2 separate regions of the Triticum aestivum genome follow, and region 2 is linked to region 1. A link is a contact called in public Hi-C data. All regions are on one chromosome and are shown on one strand. Each heading gives the region's core, a stretch centred on a gene start, on an enhancer-like site or on the middle of the called end of the contact. The rest is flanking DNA. Distances are from core to core; before and after follow the strand shown.

Evidence for each region. Hi-C and Micro-C count contacts between places; a contact is called where the count stands out from the background.
Region 2: a Hi-C map of leaf shows a contact between it and region 1, with 4 times the contacts expected there. The contact joins the promoter of LOC123116248 here to the enhancer-like site in region 1. A contact is called at or near these places in 2 of 5 Hi-C or Micro-C datasets (both in leaf).

The regions. Positions count from the first base shown.
Region 1 is chr5B:409,529,267-409,533,088 of IWGSC CS RefSeq v2.1, forward strand. No RefSeq gene overlaps it. Among protein-coding and RNA genes, the nearest start is that of LOC123116247, 12 kb to the left of the region's middle. Within about 2 kb of position 2,000, at least 1 of the 8 cell types and tissues checked has an H3K27ac peak or open chromatin away from gene starts, as enhancers often do. A contact at or near this core is called in leaf, where this site is marked.
Region 2 is chr5B:409,832,962-409,836,783 of IWGSC CS RefSeq v2.1, forward strand. LOC123116248 (zinc finger protein 8) reads left to right here and starts at 2,200. Exons shown (of 1, transcript XM_044537230.1): 1 at 2,200-3,518. The coding sequence starts at 2,420. The coding sequence ends at 3,334.

The DNA.
Region 1 (3,822 bases), core at 750-3,249:
TATACGAGAACTTGTTTGTTCGACCAATCTCTCGGAGAAGGAGAGGTGGTCGATATCACTTCTCTCTGTATGCATATATGTTCATGACGATCTTCTGTTTGCTTACTAGCTAGCTAGCGTGTCTAGCTAGTCCTCTCTATACGTATGTATGTATGGTACGTAGCATCGACCAAGCACGGACAAAAGAGATGACACTTCTCTCTATTAATTAGCTAGCTATAGCACAATATATGAAACACCTAAATTAGCCCCCCAAAACCCCCCAACCCCCCCCCCCTTCAAAAAAAAAACAAAAACCACAGCCACATAAACGCTGACGCGTGGATGCCTATTGGTCCCGGTTGGTGCCACCAACCGGGACCAAAGGCCCTCCTGCCTGGGCTCAGGGGACAGGCCACGTGGAGGCCCTTCTGTCCCGGTTCTGAATTGAACCGGGACTAAAGGGGGAGGCATTAGTACCGACCCTTTAGTCCCGGTTCACCAACCGGGACTAAAGGCCCTTACCAACCGGGACAATAGGCCCTTTTTCTACTAGTGATGGTCTTCACAAATACCTCGCACTGAGGATAGATACCATCGGCAAGGTAGTACCCCATAGTGTAGTTGTGTCTGCTGACGGTGTAGTTGCATGGTGAGCTTCCCCGTCACAAATTCTCTTGAACAAAGGAGATCCTTTCGAGCACAGTGATGTCATTGCATGAACCTGGTGTGCCAAACAAAGCATGCCAAATCCTCAAGTCCTTCGATGCCACTGCTTCAAGTATGATGATGATTTCTTTGAGGTGACTTTGGTATTGCCCACACAAATCTTTTGGGCAGTTCTTCCATTGCCAGTGTATGCAATCAACTGAACCTAACATACCTGGGAATCCTCCTGCTGCTCCAATTGTCAACAATTTTTCTGTGTCCTCCACAGTTGGCTCAAACTAGTTGTACCCTCCATTCCTAAATATAGGGTGTATAGTTTTTGGCACGAAAATTAAAGAACGCACGTGGAGGGAAAATTTCACAAGTTTTGGGCGAGATTGCACATGACTAATTGACATGAGAAAATAGAGGAACTTGCCCTTTATAAGGAAATGTAATCAAATCCCGTAAAAAATTATTCAAACGAGTGGTGAAACGCAATACACCTTATATTTTGGACTTTTTTTCAAAAATCTATACACCTTATATCAAGGAACGGAGGGAGTATGAACTTTGTTCCCATTGTTACTTGTTTGAGCTCATTTGGACGAGCTTGCTCATCCAGATATTATGTCTCACAAATACTTTGACAACTAGATAGATTGAGTTTGCAAGCAAACAAGTCCAGCCCCGGCCAAATAACTAGATAGATTGAGTTTGCAAGCAAACAACTAGATAGATTGAGTTTGCAAGCAAACAAGCAGATCGCTGGGTGCCGGTCCGGTAGGGCAGAAAATTGCATAGACTGCCGGACTGATGTTCATTTGGATTCGGACATGTAAAAACTAAACATACTTGTCTCTTTTTGGTTATGATCCGACATGCGATCCGGCGTTGGTTTGATCCGGCGCGCTATGTAGACCGGACTAAATTTAAATTTTTAAACTGACCTTTACTGACGGACATATACATGATAGTATTGGATGACCGACTCCCGCATCCGTGTCCATGGACTAGCCCCATGTCTATAGACGGACGTGGGAGCAAATATGCGGGTCGCCGTTGGAGATGCCCTAAGACCGTATAAGCCCATGAAGTTGTTTTAAAATACTTGGAGCAGTCTTAAACGAGGGATTTTGGTGAAGTGCTTTGAAAACTTGCACCCGCACAATTAAGCGGAGAGAGGTACACGCTCAAACGGAAACCCACGTCCCCTTTTCACCCCTAAATCCTCTACAGCATGGAGTTCAACTGTCCACCGCAGCCGTGCTGGTGTTTCAATGGTTTGACGTTAGCCCGGCTCCCACTGTGCCCGTGTCCGAGTTGTGTTACCGTGACGGCGTGACGTGTGTATGTATGTGTGATCGACAACTACCGCGCTGGCTGCGCCGAGCGCTGACATGTCATCCCCGACCGGCCACACTCTGGTGCACGGCGCCGCCGTGGATCGCGTGATCCGTCTACTAGAAGCACGGCGGCCGCGGAAAGTCCCGGTCGTGTCGCGCCGCAGGGGCGGGACTAGTTTGGTTGCACTTTTCTGACCTGGCCGCGGGGGCGACGGAGCTCACGTATGGCCGCGCTTTTGGTCGGGGTCGGTTTCTGGGCAGCAACTGGTTTTTCTCATTGCCGGTCTTGTGCTTACTGTGAACCGAGTAATGATAGAATAACCACGTTCTAGAAAGGGATGACTTCTTTTTTTCTAGCCGAGGAAGGGCACGACTTGTGAACTTGGAACACAACTCACTCTCTTATATTTATTTCTGTCATTTTTATTGTACCCTCCGCTTCGGGGCGCTCGAGGACCAAATTAGGACCAATGATGAATTCTTCATGAATAATATCTAAAAAGAAATTGAATTGTTCATCAAGACCTGAAAAGGCACCCTTGCAGCTAAAAGAAAAACACTGTTGCTCAGAAGAGCTCGGAGGCAGGAGTTAGCCAAAAAAAATTAAGAGTACATCGTTCAACAAAATCCTGAGCATTATCTAGCGTCCTGATTCGTGAGTGTTATCTGCCAAAAAAAAAAAAAATACTACCACCCTGAGTTTCCAATGGGATGACAATGAAAGCTAGCTTCCTTGCCTTGCAAGAATCTCTAGCTTGCCACGGCTGACCGCTAATTACTAATCAAGCCCGAAGTCAACACCTGCCGAATGTCACATACGGTGTCTAGACTACTTTCCATCACAGAGCTAAGTTCATATTGGCACTCGCTACATATTTTTATTTATTTTTGACTAAACAGAGGAGGTTAGAATTAGCGGCCAACGCAGAATCCACCTAAGCGCTGAGGTTAGCGCCTGGCGGCTAGGCAACATGATCATCTCACGCTTCATCTGCCCGAGCTTTTTGGTGGCAGAAACCATTAAGTCCGCCGGGCCTGAGTAAAGACAAACGCTAACGATACAGCAGGCTGTGATTGGCATCTTATTTTAGGCCTTGTACAATGCAAAATGCTTAGAGGAGGTGCTTAGAGAAATAAATCAGATTTTTTTTAGCACCGGTACTTATTTGTACAGGATGGACACTTAACTAAGCGTCTCTTCTATAAAAATAGGCACCGGTGCTTCAGAAAAACTCAGTTTATTTTTTTAAGCATCTTTCATTGTACAAATTAAAGCGAAGCTGAATTCAGCGTATGAGAAAGGACAGGTGAAGTCAGTAAGAATGCAGTAAGCATCATTTGATGTTAATAAACGAAGTGCCTACTCCCCTAAAAAAAATTTAAAAAAGAAGTGTGTACTTTTTTTGCGGGAAATGAAGTGCCTACTTCGTTCCAAAATGGAATTACAACTCCTAATTTGAGACAGTAAGGGCATCTCCAGCGGTGAGCCCTTATGTAGGCGATTAAAATCAGCATGCACAAGCCTGGGTCCCTAGAATTTATATTTGTACTCATTTTTTAAGCGCCCGACTCTTTCCTGAACATCGATGCCAAGAAGCGAACCATGTATAGCATTAAAACTGCCAAAAAAAAAGGCAAAGATTTAATCCCTAGCCCCCCATACTCAGCGCCCGCATTGTAATTGCCCTAAAACTAGGCACCTGTTCAGCCCTCTCGGGCTATCAGTGAATTTTGGCCATTGGATTTCGTTTCTAAGATGCTATACTAAAAGGCAACCCTGATACTTTTCCAAATTTGATGACTATCATATGAGATACTACTTGCACTAGAAAATTAAAACTGTATGATT
Region 2 (3,822 bases), core at 950-3,449, 300 kb after region 1:
AGTCACATTTTAGTATTAGATACATCCGTATCTAGACAAATCTAAGACAATAATTTTGGGACGGAGGGAGTACTATAAGAACTGAAACTGAAAATACATATGCTTTTTATATTCAATTATTGTATAGTTGTAAAGATGCATATATTTCATGCATGGTTGCATGTTCAAGTGAGCCTTTTCTCATACATGGTTGCATGTTGTGGTTGCATTGCTTGCATTTGAAAAAATGGGTTAGTGGAGATCACCTAGTAAGTTGTATATAACCATATAGGAATTACTTTATGTCATTTTAGAATGTGATACATGTTCAGAGTTCATATAATTTTCTTTTTCACCAGCATTAAAAAGTTTAACCTGCCAAGTGAGATTAGACCTTGCAACCACTCATTAATCCTTTATTTCTTCTTTTTTTTCACCTAATTAGATGGACTCACCATTTAGTACGGCAACGGTGGTTATTCCGAGTAGGGAATGAAACATCGCGATATAAAAAAATTCCAAGGACAAGCCAAATACAACGGATATACGCGTGCGCGCCCACATCCACACACACCCACACCCGCCCACCCGCCCAACCACACACACACACACACACACACACACACACACACTCACATTCACACACGCATTCACTCACTCACACAATGCTCAGTGAAGATTGGACTCGTGGAGCATGGGGATTACGACAAAGTCGCCACAAGACAATGCATTATGATGAAACATATATGGCCTCATACTAGGAAAAATATGCCTTGGGATCAAGGGTTTATTCCTAAAAGGTCTAGGGGTCCAACCAACTCAGTAGCCGCCCGGCGCCGACGGTTGGTTCTTCCAGTAGTGATTTTTCAAAAAAAAAGTCTCGAATACACACAGCCTGCGTATCAAATATTATAGATAGAAAAATGGGACAGAGCCCAGTCCATTGTAATGGTTTGCACCATGATGAAATATTTCTGCACCCCAAACACAAATTGAATTCTTGTGTGTTAAAAGAACACAATTAAGTGATTTTTCAATGAAATATACGCCATGATGGAGTACCATTTGAAGTACCACTTGGCGATTGAATTCTTTTAGCACACGAGGTGATACAAATACAGCTAAACAATGCAAGTGAGTTAATACATCAGTTTCAATGTCAAAGGTTTCAATGTCAAAGTGTTTTTCCCCAAGGACTTTTGTGTACATTTCATATGAATTTTAGAATTCACTCAAACCTCTTGAAGGGAATCATTTGTTTCCCCCGTAGTGCAATCAAACAAACAAAAATAATGAAGGATCCAAATGGGCATGACATTGCAATTCCGTGCTTTTCCTATTCCTCCGTATTTAGAATCCTGCAAATCAAAGAGCCCTGAAAACCCCAACCTTTTACTTCCAAAAGCTATAACTCTCTACTTTTTTTCACAAAAATATAAAACATCGGTACAAGTTCCAATTGGGGGGGGGGGGGGGGGGGGTTAATTTATTTTAAATTTTAAATATCAATGAAGTATTTTTTGGTATTTTAATTGATGGAAATATTTATAATTTTGAAGCTTTAAAAGGAACTTCTTTTTATATCTGGTTTTTGAATGAGAAGTGTGAGACACATATAGGTGACATGTTTCTAAGACCAGGCTAAAGTGAGTTAGGGATTGGTTCATGTTAGTATTTTACCCAAATTAAGGTGATGGGTAGAATTTATCCACTTTTAAAATTCTCGACGATAATATGTACACTCACCCGATAGTTGAGGGTTAAAACACACACTTGTCCTAAGAGGGCATTGGTTTGGTTGAACCAGTCGAAAAGTTGACTAGAAAATGGGGGTGCATCTTAGCAAAGCTAGTTTATCCGAAGGAGGATAAGGTCAGATCACGCGGTGGCCAGAGACGAATTCAGAATTTAAATTTTGATGATTTATGCCTTAAATTGTAGTTTTATTTATTTATCACTCGCTTCTTTTTGTTTGGCATCGTGATGTATCATATTCAAATTGGTTTTTAGATTGGTGCAGCACATAAATACAGATCCGCCGCGAAAACGACAACAAATATTTATTCGAGCATAGCATGGAAATAGAGATATTACATAAGATGCACATAACATGGTTCAACCAATATTACATCTCCAATGTGACCAACAACACAAAAACATTAAACAGTTTCGTTGTCAACCCTACCTCAAAACTGGTCCCGTTCCACCCCACCCGAAGTTAACCCCTCCAACAAGATGGCCCATACATCAACGCAGCTCCCTAGCTCCGCAGCTCCATCGATCCCAACATATTACCATCGCGCAACAGTATAGGAAGACCAAGAGAAGAATCCCCTGTAGCTGCAGCGCTACCTAGCGCCCCTTCCATCCCTAGCGCACGACACGGCTGGCGACACTGCTTACCCTAGCTAGGAGGAGTGAGGCCAGCTCGCGCTCTCCCATGGCCATGAGCGAGCAAGATGGGCAGCACGCCACGAACAGCCTTCCCGGAGATGCGGCGAACGGCGCCGTCGACATCGACTCCTTCTCGCAGCTCCCGTTCGTGCGGCCCAAGCCGCCCCCGGCGATGGAGGCCGGCGGGTCGAGCCCCACGTCGTCCATCCGTCTCTTCGGCTTCGACTTTCCACCCGACGGCGCGGCCTCCTCCGTCACCGACGGCGATGCTGCCGCTGTCAGCTCCACTGCTCCCGGCCAGGCAGCGGCGGCGGCGTCGGCGTCGGCGTCGGCGTCGGCCGGTGCAAGTGGCGGCAGCGGTGGTCGCAAGTTCGAGTGCCACTACTGCTGCCGGAACTTCCCGACGTCGCAGGCGCTGGGAGGACACCAGAACGCGCACAAGAGGGAGCGGCAGCACGCGAAGCGCGCGCAGTTCCAGAGCGCCATGGCCATGCAAGGTCACTACCCCGCCCACGCGTACCCCGCCTTCGGCAGCGGCTACCACCACCGCTTCGTCGCCGGGCCGCCGCACATGGGCCGCTACGAGCCGCCGCCGCACTACCCCTCGTGGTCCAACCACCACCACCTGGCGCCCACCATGCCAGCGGCGGTGCCCAGGTACTACGGCAGCGGCCCCGGCTCCGTGTCCCAGCCGATCAACGGCAGCCCGGTGCCGGCGTCGGCGCTCTGGCGGGTCCCGGGCGTCAGCGTGGCGACACCAGCAGCGCCGCGGCAAGAGCGGCCAACGCCCTTGACTCTTGCCGGGCGTGACGACATGGCGGTGGCGTGGGAAAGAAGAGGACAAGCCGGCTCGGCGTCGTCGGCGTCATCAGCATCGTCGTCTTCGCAGCATGAGGCCGCGCGCCACGGGGGAGAAGCCGCGGAGAACAGGGCAAACGTGAGCCTGGATCTCACCCTGTAATTCTCCAAGAACGGCGCGGTTGATTAATTAGCTGGTTCGTGAAGACCAAGAACGAAGGTTAATTCTTTTTTTTCTCTAGCTCGTGAATTCGTTTAGCTCGATCGATCAGCGGAGAGATTCTTTTTCCTTGGGTGTCAATTTTTGCAGTGTTTTCTTTCTCCTACTAGAGTACGTACTCATTCGTCCTGCTCTTCTCGCATCGCTTTAGATTGCTTTGTAAGGAAAAACGGAGGGGAAATAAATGGAACGAAAGGGAAAATGGGGAGTGTTGTCATTTTCATTTTCATATTCTTGAGCACATTTTCCAGCATTTTTAATCTTCTTTCCAATTCGCATCGATAAGTATATATGGACTGATGCATATGTCTGTCCTAGCACTAATTTTCTGGTGCGTCTGTCCGTCCATTCAAACCAAAAGTTGCCCTTTTTTCCTCTAGGGACTTGTCTCCATCCTCGAAATGCTATTCAGTTTTTGCCACTTTAGCTGA